Linked DNA regions of Mus musculus: region 2 is linked to region 1. The links are chromatin contacts, called in public Hi-C maps. All regions are on one chromosome and are shown on one strand. Each heading gives the region's core, a stretch centred on a gene start, on an enhancer-like site or on the middle of the called end of the contact. The rest is flanking DNA. Distances are from core to core; before and after follow the strand shown. Region 1 overlaps Rfc1 (replication factor C (activator 1) 1). Region 2 overlaps Smim14 (small integral membrane protein 14).

Evidence for each region. A called contact is a pair of places that touch in the nucleus more often than the background predicts.
Region 2: a contact with region 1 is called in a Hi-C map of granulocyte-monocyte progenitors, with 5 times the contacts expected there. The contact joins two enhancer-like sites. A contact is called at or near these places in 1 of 39 promoter capture datasets (liver), 3 of 484 Hi-C or Micro-C datasets (granulocyte-monocyte progenitors and liver), 3 of 115 datasets of contacts at active chromatin or transcription factors (embryonic stem cells, microglia and pancreatic cancer cells) and 3 of 9 other capture datasets (adipose tissue, liver and pancreatic islet).

What each region holds. Positions count from the first base shown.
Region 1 is chr5:65,322,316-65,329,129 of GRCm38.p6, forward strand. The region is part of intron 1 of Rfc1 (replication factor C (activator 1) 1); the gene reads right to left. Among named protein-coding and RNA genes, the nearest start is that of Rfc1, 9.9 kb to the right of the region's middle. Within about 2 kb of position 4,171, at least 135 of the 459 cell types and tissues checked have an H3K27ac peak or open chromatin away from gene starts, as enhancers often do. A contact at or near this core is called in granulocyte-monocyte progenitors and microglia, where this site is marked.
Region 2 is chr5:65,472,985-65,479,798 of GRCm38.p6, forward strand. All of the region lies in intron 1 of Smim14 (small integral membrane protein 14), which reads right to left. Among named protein-coding and RNA genes, the nearest start is that of Smim14, 16 kb to the right of the region's middle. Within about 2 kb of position 3,952, at least 47 of the 459 cell types and tissues checked have an H3K27ac peak or open chromatin away from gene starts, as enhancers often do. A contact at or near this core is called in granulocyte-monocyte progenitors and microglia, where this site is marked.

The sequences.
Region 1 (6,814 bases), core at 2,921-5,420:
TTAAGCATAACATGCAAGGTGAGCAGCCTGGCTCCTAGAGCGCGGTGTCACCTTACTCTCCCGAGTGAGTAACACTTCCTGTCTAGTATTGCAGGTGTTCAACGCCTTGATGAAATGCGGAACAAGCCAAGTGATATGCCAAATAAAGGGCCAAGGCCCTCGCTCACTCAGCTGCCCGTGGAGTTCTGCTGAATGGGGAGTTAGAAAGGGGCTAACTCTTTTTTCACTTACTTCTTCTGTATGCGTGACTATGTATGTACGTGGGGACACATCGGTGGAGGTCCAAGGACAACTTTCAGGAGTCACTTCTCTCCTTCCATAACATGGGTCTCAGGAGTCAACAGGCTTGGTAGCAAGTACCTTTTCTCGATAATTAATCAAGCCAACCCGAGAAAAAGAAGTTATTTTTTACATTTTCTTTTACAATTTTGACAATGACAAGACCTTCTTCTAAGTGGATTAATATGATGCTCAAACATCCATAAAGACAGATTTCCCAGGCACGGTGATGCTTACCTGTAATCTCACTTTGAAGGCTGAGGCAAAAGAAATATAAGTTCGATGCCAGCCAACTACCACAGAGTTAAGTCCCTGTCTTAAAAACAGAAAGTAGCTGGGCGGTGGTGGCGCACGCCTTTAATCCCAGCACTCGGGAGGCAGAGGCAGGCAGATTTCTGAGTTCGAGGCCAGCCTGGTCTACAGAGTGAGTTCCAGGACAGCCAAGACTACACACAGAAACCCTGTCTCAAAAAACCAGAAAAAAAAAAAAAAGAAATGGAAAGGTGGCTGACACCTTTAATCACTTTAGAACCAGCCTGGTCTACACAGTGAGTTCTAGGACAGCCAGAGCTACATAACAGAGACCTTGTCTCAAAAGAAAGGAAGGAAGGAAAGAGAGGAGGAAGTGGGGCAGGTGTGGAACACTTAATCCCAGCCAAAGTAATCGGCTAGAATGTAAATTCAAGTGCAACATAGTGAGTTCCAGACCAGTCAGGACATCATAGACAGCTCTTGTCTCAAAAGGAAGGGAGGGAGGAGGGAGGGATGAAGAGAGGGAGGAGGGAGGGATGAAGAGAGGGAGGAGGGAGAGGGGAGACGGAAAGGGGGAAGGGGAAGAAGGAAGGGAAGGAGAGAAAGGAGGATGAAACTAAGCATGGAGATGCACAAGGGCAACCCCCAGCACTCTGAAGGCAGCCAAGGGAGGATCATGAGTTCAAAGTCAGCTATCAAAGCAATTCAAGGCTAATTACATCTACATGAGACAGATAGGCAACAGCCACAGAAATGGAAAATGCAGAACTAAGCCAGATGCTGGGTAAACCTAGTGAAAAGGACCAACATGGAAGGCCCACGACCTTCTTCACAGCAGCCATCAAACTAAAGCTCCACTGGGTCATTCTGTATCCTAGGAGAATCACTGTCCTCACCACATTACAGAGGCTGCCATCTAAGACAGTGACAGAGACACGGGAACAAACCCTGACTCACTCCGCCTTTCGGTGAGAGGGAAAGCTCACACAGTGCTGGGCAGCTAGGAAGCAGCAGTCTACAATTTTGTCCTGGCCAGACAGAAATCCAAGGATGAAGGTGCTAGAGGTTAAAGTGTGTGCTGCTCTTGCAGAAGACCTGAATTCAACTCCCAGCACTTACGCAGGGTGACTCACAACCACCTGTAACTCTAGCTCTAGGGGATCTGATGTCCTCTTCTGGCCTCAACAGGCACATGAACTCACAAGCACATACCTACAGAGATGCACACATATACATAATATAAAAATAATAAATCTAGGGCTGGAGAGATAGCTCAGTGGTTAAGAGCACTAGCTGTTCTTCCAGAGGACCCAGATTCAATTCCCAGCACCCACATGACAGCTTACAACTGTCTTTAACTCCTGTTCCAACACCCTCACATAGACATACATGCAGTCAAAACACCAAAGTACATAATAAAAAATAATATAATAATAATATAATATAAATAAATAATAAAATATAATAATAATAATAATAAGAGAGAGAAATTCAAGGGTGGGCCTAGAAAACTGTAGAACATTTGGTCAAAGAATGAGCCAAACAGACTAGAAAGGGTTAGAAGGCAACGCTCAGAACAGGTGTTCTACAGCATCTTAGGAATGATGCCAGGTCAGTTTCCTGGAGAGGTGCCTGGAACAGGAAGGACACACATGCCTGGAATGGCAGGAATCCCCCAAAGGTTCTTGCAGCTATGTAGGATCCAGAAGTGACTGTGGTCTTTTAGATGTGTTAGGGAAACAAGTAAATACGGCAAGTATCTGAACACTCAAAGCTTATGAATCTCATCAGTAAACGTCCAGTTGACTTTAGAGTGATGAAGCTCTCATCTAACGGACAGCTAAGCAACCCAAACCAGTCTTGGCCATCCCGAGCAGAACTACACTTTGATGCTAATCTCTACCCCTTGACCAAATACAGCTTAACATTGTTACCTGAGCACTCGTTCAAATCATGTTTTTCTAGTAGGAATTATAAATTTTCAACTTATTACAGCCCTGGGAGCTTGAACCTGAGGTCTTGCCCACACTAAACAAGTACTCTACCACTAAGCTCCATTCCTGGCCCATTTCTTATCTTTGAGACAAGGTTCATTAAAATGCCCAGGCTAGCCTTGAAAGCATTCTGTAATCTAAGCAGGGCCTGACCTTGTGGCCTTCCTGCCTTAGCCTCTCTGTGGCTACAGTTACAGCTTGCACCACCAGGGATGGCCCAATACTTTTTAAACTAAAAATTTATTAAATGGAATAGAGATGGTTTAGTGCTAAAGAGCACTGGCTGCTCTTCCAAAGGACCTAAGTTCACATCTCAGCAGTCACATGGTGGCTAACAACCGTCTGGGTCCAGAGAGTCCAATACTTTCTCTTGGCCTTTTAAGGGCATTGTAGTCGCATGTTACAGACACACATCCAAACAAAAACATCCACACACATAAAATAAAAATAAGTTTAAAAAAGGAAAAAAAACTTTTTGGTGGTGGTGCATATCCTTAATCCTTGTACCTGGAGCAGACAGATCTCTGTAAGTTCAAGGCCAGCCTGGTCTATCAGGTAAAACAAGACTATGTAGTGAGACCCTATTTCCGAAAAACAAAATCAAAAACAAGAACAAACAGAAAAAAAAATGCAAGAGGACATATAAATTACTGAACGAAATAAATATTATGAGTACTAAAACAAACTTCACTAGGCATGGTGGCACACGTATGCAATTGCAGCACTGGGAAGCTGAAAGCAGGACTATCAAGTTCAAAGCCAGTCAGGGCTATGAAACAACTACCAGGCAGGGCTGGTGAGATGGGTCAGCAGTTAAGAGCACCGACTGCTCTTCTCAAGGTCCTGAATTCAAATCTCAGCAACCACATGGTGGCTTACAATCATCTGTAACAAGATCTGACGCCCTCTTCTGAAGTGTCTGAAGACAGCTACAGTGTACTTACATGTAATAAAGAAATTTAAAATAATAAGTACCAGGCCAGAAAGGGCTAGACAAGCATACATACTCCCCCAGGAAACCCTTGATTGGGATTTTTGCTATGACTGTTCTTGCTGTTTTTTGTTTTAAGAAAATGTAAGCAGGCGGTGGAGAGACATCTCAGCTGTAAGAGTGCATGCTATGCAAACATGAGGGCCTAAGTTCAAATCCCCAAACCCACACAAAGATCCAAGCATGAGTGCACACATGTGTAAGCCCAGCACTGAGATGGGAGCATAGACAAGAGGACTGGGGCTGGCTAGCTCGAAGTTCAGTGAAAGGCCCTATCTCAAAAAAAAAATAGGGTGAAGAAAAACAGCAGGATGCCAGGGGTCTTCCTCTGGACAGACAGACACACGGACACACACACACAGACATGGGTGGATACACAGAGAGATATTAAATTAGCACTGTGTATTACTCTGAACTAAATTATTAAAATTCACTTCTATATTAGACGCCTGACTTGTGTCACATTACCATATTGTGGCTACAAAAGACAAAAACAACTTTCACTTTTAGTAGGCCACTTCCTCTCCTTCAAAATTGGCTTTTAGCCACACAAATTACTTTTTTTAGAAATCAAAACTGTCACTACACACAGCAAACATGATTGTTTTAGCTAAGTTTAGCACTGCCTCAAGCACCTCCCTGAGGAGGACACCATGAGCTAGCCAAGTGTGGTCTTTACAAAGGTGGAGTGAGACGACTACACGGGACACGAGACACAACTGTATGTCCCGGGAAGAAAACTGCTCTATGGTCCCTCCAGATTCCCTTTCACTCAGGCCACCACTAAATACTTCTCAGCGCCTTGGACAGACCAGGATCAGTGCTCAGTGCTCAGAAGAAAAGACACAGGAAAGAGAAGAACATAAACAAAACAAAAGCCCCTCCATTCCCACAGAGCCTCCATCTGTCTGCTCTCTGTCTGTCCTTAGAGAACACAAGCTGAGCAGAGAAAAATAAAGCCCAGCTGGGAAGAGAAACCAGGCCTCTATATCTCTTCCTGACACTTCCTCACAGGCTCTTCTTAACAATAAAAAAAAAAAAAAAAATGTCTGTCTATTTGTGGGGATTCTCTGTGTAGCCCTGGCTGTCCTAGACCTCACTCTATAGACCAGGCTGGTCTCAAACTCAGAGATCCACCTCCCAAGTGCTGGGACTAAAGGGGTACACTACCATCACCAGGTGACAAGGCTGGGATAATTCAGAGAATACAATAGAGTCTCTTAAACACTCATCATAGACAGTTTCAGGTCCCTGATCCAAAATTACAAAATTAAAAAAAAAAAAAAAAAAAGAAAGAAAGAAAGAAAAAACTGAGTACAACATGGAAATAATTATCTAATCAGGTTTAAAACACTAAGGTCTCTTTCTTTTCTTTTAGGCTTTTTTTTGGGAGGGGAGGGGGGGTTTCAAGACAGGGTTTCTCTGTGTAGCCCTGGCTGTCCTGGAACTCACTTTGTAGACCAGGCTGGCCTCGAACTCAGAAATCCACCTGCCTCTGCCTCCCGAGTGCTGGGATTAAAGGCGTGTGCCACCACGCCCTGCAGTCTCTCTTTTCACACTGGCTAGAGTGGGGCAACTAGTGTCTGACACTGATGGTACCATTTATTTCAGATTTCTGACATTGACCACAGCTAACATACTGGGATTGTTGTCCTCATTCATCTGGAGATTAACATTTCACAAATGATTTCTAATCCAAAAATATCAAATTTCAACTATCTATGTGATCACATAACTTAAGTTCAAACCAAAAACAGACCTATGATATAATACAGTAAAGGACCATGTTTCTAATGGCTACCTTACCATCCTGAAAAAAAAAAAAAAAAAAAAAAAAAAAACTAAAATAATCCAAGGTTTCACATATAGCCCTGACTGGTCTGGAATTGGCTATGTAGACTCAGGATGCTCTGCCTCTGCCTTTTGAGTACTGTCACCACACCCAATCATGAAATCTTTTAATAATTTAAATACAAAGTCATGAACAAAAATATTTTTAATAAATTTATTTATTTGATGAGAATGAGTGTTTAGCCTGCATGTATGTGTGCATGTCATATACGTGCCTGGCGCCTATAGTGATCAGAAGAGGCTTCGGGTCTCCTGGAAATGGAGTTATGGGAAGGTTATGAGCCTCTATGTGGGCTCTGGGAACTGAACCCAGGTCCTCTGCCAGAGCAGCAAGTGCCCTTAACCATTGAGCCATCTCTCCAGCCCCTAGAGTAGTAGTTCTCACCCTTCCTAACCATGTTACTACTTCATAACTGTAATTTTGCTACTGTTATGAATTGTAATGTAAATAGCTGTTTTCCAGCGGTCTTTGGTGATTTCTGTGAAAGGGTTGTTCAACAACCCCCAAGGGGGTGTGACCACCAAGTTGAGAACTGCTACTCGGGAAAATGACAGTAACTCTTACCTTATTGATATTTTTATTGGGATTACAAAGTTCATTCACACATCAAATATTCATGGAAAATGTAACATATGCCAGATACTACAGAGCAGTTCTCTGTCCCTGCGGCATCTACCCTTGCAGAGACTGACAAATAAAATGCTCCAAAATAATCAGTAAAATGTTCCAAAACATATGTGTGTGTGTGCCAAAGAAACACAGTCTATACCGGCACATCAGAAAGTTTACACAGTCTATACCGGCACATCAGAAAGAAACACAGTCTATACCGGCACTTCAGAAAGTTTACACAGTCTATACCGGCACTTCAGAAAGTTTACACAGTCTATACCGGCACATCAGAAAGTTTACACAGTCTATACCGGCACATCAGAAAGTTTACACAGTCTATACCGGCACATCAGAAAGTTTTCAGCTTGCATAAGCCTGATGAGTGGTATTTTCCCCAGAAGTATTCAAAATGAAGCACACACACAAAACTCCAAATACAGGTGTGGGATGTAACTCAGGAGAAAATATTTGTCTATAATCCATAAGGCTTAGGTCCACTCGCTAGCACTGAAGAGGTGGGAGGAGGGGCGAGGGGCAGGAGAGCTAGTGTGATGACACAGTGGGTAAAAGTGCTTGTCACCAACCCTGATACCCTAAGTTCAATTTCCAAGTTGCCTCTGACCTCCACACATGTACTGTGGCAGGCATGTATGCACACACAATAAATTAATAAAATAAGTCAGTAAATCGGTGTGCCTGGTTACATAAATAAATTGTGGCTGGGCAGAGCGATACATTCCTATAGGCCCAGCACTTGGAAGGTACAGGCAGCAGATGGAACTCAAGTTCAAGGTCACTCTCAGTTCCACAACAGCCTGGGACATATGAGACTCT
Region 2 (6,814 bases), core at 2,702-5,201, 150 kb after region 1:
CCCTCTGGTCTCTGTGGGTCACGAAGGCACACACATAGAGAGCTACATAAATCAATCCTTTAAAAGGTTAAAAACACACACACTTAAATCTTTCAGCGGTGGTGGCGCACGCCTTTAATCCTAGCATGTGGGAGGCAGAGGCAGGCGGATTTCTGAATTCAAGGCCAGCCTGGTCTACAAAGTGAGTTCCAGGACAGCTAGGGCTACACTGAGAAACCCTGTCTCAAAAACAAACAAACAAACAAACAACAACAACAAACCAAGATAACCTAGAGAAGCTGAAGGAATCACATATGGCTTAAACAAAACTGGCCCTGAGTGGACAATGACATCAGGTAAGTAATGACAATTTAGAAGCAGCCACTCTAAACTTTTACATTTGGAAATAATACATGAAACATTCAACTTACAATGTCAGTACTTTCCTAATGAAGTTACTATCTGAGACAGCAATCTGACTGTAGTATATGATCACCAGTTTGTGTGGTAAAAAGGACAGATGGGCATATATATATATGTATATATATATATATATATATATACACAGCAAGCTCTCAAGCCCAGCCACTCCTAGACAATTCCTAGTAAGGAAAGGCCGCTGAATGACCCTGGCTGTCACAGAGCAGAGCCATCTCCAGTGCTGCAGAAATGGTCAGCCTCTCTCCACCAGGTCTTTTCTTGGTGGATTTGGCAGCTGTTTCTATATCTAGTGAAGAAAATGTCCAGTGTTAATAAATTTATAGTTGGCCATTAAAGACAAATATTCAAGCCAGCCTCCTGGGTTCAACTTACCTAAGTTCGCCTTTGCAAGGGTCTAACTTAATGGCCTCATCCAACTGTGGAAGCTAGGAAAAGACAGTAAATCTACTATGTGTGCTTCTGAGGATGATGCTTATGGCTGGGATTTGATTCCTTAAAGAAACAAACTTACTTGTTTATTGCTTGTTTGTAACCAGCAATAAGTATCAAGAACAACTAGCAGTAAGTATCAAGAGCAAAGCAGCGAGCAAAGCAGCCGACCGTGCCAGTCTTCAGATCAACTCATTTCAAGAGCCCGGCAAGTACAGAAATGGCAACCTTCTTCTAATCCACTGTCTTGCCCCAGAGGCACCAGAGGAACAGCCTGGTTCTACACCCTTTTATGTGAAACCTAAAAATACAAACTCTGCACTTAAGGCCTTGCCAAAACACTGCAGTACCCATCTTAATGTTCACACATTTTAGAATAGAATATTAAAACTAACATGTCTCAGGTTAAGGGCTTATATAAAAAGAACTTAACGCTTTTCTTTTCCTTCAAGAGCTTTGCCACTTTTATCAACAGCACAGGGTATACACTGCTAACTATATAGTAATACAGTCACACAGATATTACTACTCTAGTATGTGAGCATAATCTATTTTAAAAACTCTTTCCTAAGACACAATCTCTTAAGATGTTCAAGAACATCCAAGGGGCACACTACACTGAAACCATTAATTTTCTTTTTGAACAAGATCTCGCTTTACAGCTATGACTAGCTTGCAACTGGCTATGCAGACCAAACTGGCCTTGAATTCGCAGAGATCTGTTTGCCTGTCTCCTGAGTGCTTAAAGGTGTGCAACACCACAAAACCCTTTGCTAGGATGTTAAGGCTCCAAAACTGTTTCTTGGTTTTTCTTCCCAAATTTTAATGACACTGAACATCTTGTCAATTTATCCTTTTTCAAATTCTTTTTGTCTAACTGAGTCCAGGGGTATTCTCTATTATTAGCTTTTAATCACCTATCATGTAAAATTAAGAATTTTTTTATAGGGCTGGAAAAATGGCTCAATGGTTAAGAGCCCTTGCTGCTTGTCTCTAGGACCCAAGTTTGGTTTCCAGAAGCCATGTCAAGTGGTTGACACTGGCTGTAATTCTACATCAAGGAATCCTATGTCCTCCTCTGGCCTGGAGACACACGCAGGTACATGTATGCGTTGCCCACACAGACATACACAGCTTACTTGCTTTTCTCTGACCTAAGTGGCTCCAACGTTGTATTTGAAAGTAGGGGAGGGAAGGACGAGCTCAGCATGTGTAGCACAAGCTCTGTAAGCCTAATGGCCTGGGCCTGAACCAAGATACTGTGAAGGAGAGGACCGACTCCCACACTGTTCCCCTGGCCTCCACAGATACAACACAGTATACGTGCATGCACACACTCAGATCTCTCTCTCATATATACAGTCATTCGTACATACAGATGCAAACACACAAAGTAAATTTTAAAATAACATTAAAAATAAATTATCTAAATCCAAGCACTTGGGAGGTAGTGGTAAGTACTTCTCTCGTTCAAAGCCATACTACTACTGGTCTACAGAGAATTCTAGGAAAGCCAAGGCTATACTGAGAAACCTGGTCTAAAGATGAGATAGGTAGGTAGATAGATAGATAGATAGATAGATAGATAGATAGATAGATGGATGGATGGACGGACGGACGGACGGACGGATGGAAAGGGAGGGAGGGAGGGAGGGAGGGAGGGATGTGGCCCATACCCTCAATCTCAGGGGGCAGGAGTTCAAGGCCAGGCTGATGTACTCAGCAAATACCAGGTCAGACATGCTATACGGTTAAGACTCTTCTCAAAATACTTGTTTTAGAGTAGGGTCTGGGGCACAAGGTATAGTTCCAGCTTTTTGGGAAGCTAAAGCCATAAGGTTCCATGTTCAGGATGTCTGGTCAAAGCCAGTCTGACCAGCTTACCAGGAAAAAAAAAATGTTCTCTGCTCCAAGGCCCCCACATGACTGCAGCTTGAATGTTCCTCAATTTTTGAGACTTTATTCTAAAAATATTCATCCTCATTCAACCTTTCTTTTGTCGATCATGGATTCTCTTTCTTCAATAAATGCTTGTTCTCTACTCCAAGAGGGATCTTGAGAAGGCTAAACAGAGAAACTCTGTCTTCTCACACACACACACACACACACACACACACACACACACTCGGGAGGGGAGGAGGGGTGACACTTTCAGTTTCCTCTTAAGAAAGAAGCTAGAAATTTCCATGTTCAATGTGAAATTCTTGTGGTTGAGGCTTTAAAAAACTATGCAGGGCTTGCACACAGCCAGAATTTAAACTGGGGAAGTGAAAAGAGGGATAGTATTTGAAATAATCATAGTGGTCAGAAGATAATAATTCCCCTTATTTTTCTATTTGAATGAAATTATATTTTGGCACATGGGTATGTATATTTTCATATACATGTTCATATCTGCACATACATGTGAATGAGAGATGTTGGCTGAAAAAATGTTGGGTGACTAGAGAGATGGTTTGGTGGCTAAGACTACTAGCTGCTCTTTCAGAGTAGTCAAGGTAGATTCCCAACACCCATGCTGAACTCCAGCTCTAGGGGACTGCATCCCCATTTCTGGCCTCTGAGGGGACCTACATTCATGTAGAGCACAAGCTCTCATGCACACTCAAGCACACACACACACATATACACACCCCAATAAAAGTAAATTACATCTTTTCTTTTTTTTTTTAAATGCTGGCTGATGCGATGGCTAGAAAGGCTGCTGCCAAACGACCTGACCTGAGTTCATGAGAACCACCAGGTAGGAGAGAACTGACTCCTAAACGCTGTCCTCTGCCCTCGGCCATGCCATGTACCAGAGTACACACATGGACATACACATGCACACACACAATTACTGCCTAAAAACTCCAAAACAAACCAAAGCCCTATACATTAAGCCACCCTGTCACTTAGTAACTAAAGGACACTTGTTTATAAAGAGATAAACACAAACAGCCCAAATCCTCACCATCTTGGTATTTGAAAGCATTCTATAACTGTTTACCTACAGGTTATGTGCCTAGGGGACAGAAATAATATGTCTCAGTGTACTGTGAGGGAGAGAATAGCATAAACAGGTAGGCCCCACTGTATGAGAAGATAAGGGCCGCATGAGCCAGAATGTGAGTTCTGGGTTAATCTAGATGCAACACAAGTATATCTCTCAAAACTGTGTCTTCTGAATTTACATGTGTATGTTCTAAAGACTTCTATTTTGGGGGCTGGCAAGATAGCCAGAGCTACTGGGCACTGGTGGCGCACACCTTTAATCCCAGCACTCGGGAGGCAGAGGCAGAGGCAGGCAGATTTCTGAGTTCGAGGCCAGCCTGGTCTACAGAGTGAGTTCCAGGACAGCCAGGGCTACACAGAGAAACCCTGTCTCGAAAAACAAAAAACAAAAAACAAAACAAAACAAACAAAAAGGTGGCCAGAGCTATTAAGAGCACTTTTGAGAGTTCTTTTAGAAGGCTTGGGTTCAATTCCCAGCACCCACATGGCAGCTCATACCCATCTGTAACTCCAGTTCCTGGACTTCTGACATCTTCACAGATGTACATGTAGCTAAAAAGAAAAAAAAAAAAAAAGAACATAAAATAAACTTAAACTTTAAAAGAATTCTACACTTTGGTCTTCCCTCTTCTTGAGTTTCATGTGGTTTGTGAATTATACCTTGGTTATTCCGAACTTCTGGGCTAATATATCCACTTATCAGTGAATGCATACCATGTGTGTTCTTTTGTGACTGGGTTATCTCACTCAAGATGGTATTTTCTAGTTCCATCCATTTGCCTAAGAATTTCATGAATTCATTGTTTTTAATAGCCGAGTAGTACTCCAATTGTGTAAACGTACCACATTTTCTGTATCCATTCCTCTGTTGAGGGACATCTGGATTCTTTCCAGCTCCTGGCTACTTTGATCCTTCTTAGAAGGGGGAACAAAATACCCATGGGAGGAGTTACAAAGTGTGGAGCAGAGACTGAAGGAAAGGCCATCCAGAAACTTCCCCAGCTGGGGATCCATCCCATATACAATCACCAAACCCAGACACTATTGTGGATGCCAACAAGAGCTTGCTGACAGGAGCCTGATATAGCTGTCTCCTGAGAGGCACCACCAGGGCCTGACAAATAAAGAGGTAGATGCTTGCAGCCTTCCATTGGACTGAGCACAGGGTCCCCAATAAAGGAGCTAAAGGGGTTTGCAACCTCATAGGAGGAACAACAATATGAACTAACCACTACCCCCAGAGCTCCCAGGGACTAAACCACCAACCCAAGAGTACACATGGTGGGATTCATGGCTCTAGCTGCATATGTAGCAGAGGATGGCCTAGTCGGGCCTGTAAGGCTCTATGCCCCAGTGTAGTGGAATGCCAGGGCCAGGAGATGGGAGTGGGTGGGTTGGTGAGTGGGAAAGGGCTAGGGTGTTTTCGGAGGGGAGACCAGGAAAGGGGATAACAATGTAAATAAAGAAAATATCTAATAAAAAATGTAAAAAAAACTATGAAATAAAAAAAATTCTATTTTTTTTAAAGACTACTTGCTTATGTGTGTGCGTTTGTGTGTGCAGAGGCCACAAGAGGGCACTGGGTGTCCTCCTCTGATATTCTCTCCCTGAATCTGGGCTACATTTTCTCAAGGAGGCTGGAAGCCAGCAAGTGACAGCAACAGCTTTGTCTCTGCCCTCCTCAGACACAAACTAAATGAGAGGCTGCTTGCACGGGTGCTGAGATGTGAACTCTAGTCTTCATGATTATGCAGCGAGCACCTTCAGCTTCCAATTCATTTCTCCAGTTCCCTATTTTTCTTGTGGACTGAGCCCAGAGACTTGTATTCTGAACTCTCCTACTGAACTATAGCACCACCCCAAGAAGGACGCTCTTTCTCCTACTAGTGCCCTTGTTCCCAGGGACAAGTACATCTCAAGTTTCTTGCACTGAGCAGGTTAAACTGTCTGAATCCTTTAATCAATCAGTAAATTTGTTGGTTAACGTTAATACAGAAGCACTCTGTATCAGTTGGGTGGTGGTAGAGCACACCATTAATCTCAGCACTCAAGAGGCAGAGGCAGGAGGATGCTGAGTTCGAGGCCAGCCTGGTCTACAGAGCAAGTCCTAGACCAGGGCTACACAGAGATCTACAGAGAGTTGCCTGCCTCTGCTTCCCAAAAGCTGGGATTAAAAGGCACCACTGCCTGGCAATACTTTCCTTTTTCCTTTTTTTTTTTTTTAAATAAAGTACTAATTTGTATTTTATATACATTGGTGTTCTGCCTGCATCTATGACTCTGTGAATAGGAATTACAGATATTTGTGAGCTACCATGTGGGTGTTGGGAATTTAATCCAAGTCCTTTGAAAGAGCAGCCAATGTCTTTAACTGGCTGCATCACCTCTCCAAAGAGCCCCAGCCCCCATCTCCACACACCATTCTTTTTTCTTTTCTTTCTTTCTTTCTTTCTTTCTTTCTTTCTTTTTTTTTTTTTTTTTGAGAGGTCTCAGGAAATCTACAATGGCCTTGGTACTCCTGGGTAAGTAACCTACTTCAACCTCCTAAGTGCTGGGATTAAAGCTAGAGGGATGTTTTTGTTTTGTTGTCTACATCTATTTAGCATGGTATGATTATTGTTACTAATTATGCCTAGTGTATACAATGAATCTTTATAACCTTTTCATAGAAAAATAGATAGGGTTTACTGCTTCATTGCCATAGAACTTACTGACATCAGCAGTTTTTCCCTTTCTTTATGAGATTGAAATTTTCTACCTTTTCACTGAAGGGGAATTCTTTACAGCCTTCTTGGCACTTCTAATGGCCAGGATCACTGCTCTTAGATTCAGGCCTGATACTGAAGTTAGACAAGCAGTCCAGAGTTCTGGAGCACAGACGGTAACTATGTGACGGACAAGCAAGCAGCACATACATCATGGACACACTGAGACAAGGGTGACTTACCTCCTGGTGGGACAGAAAGGAATG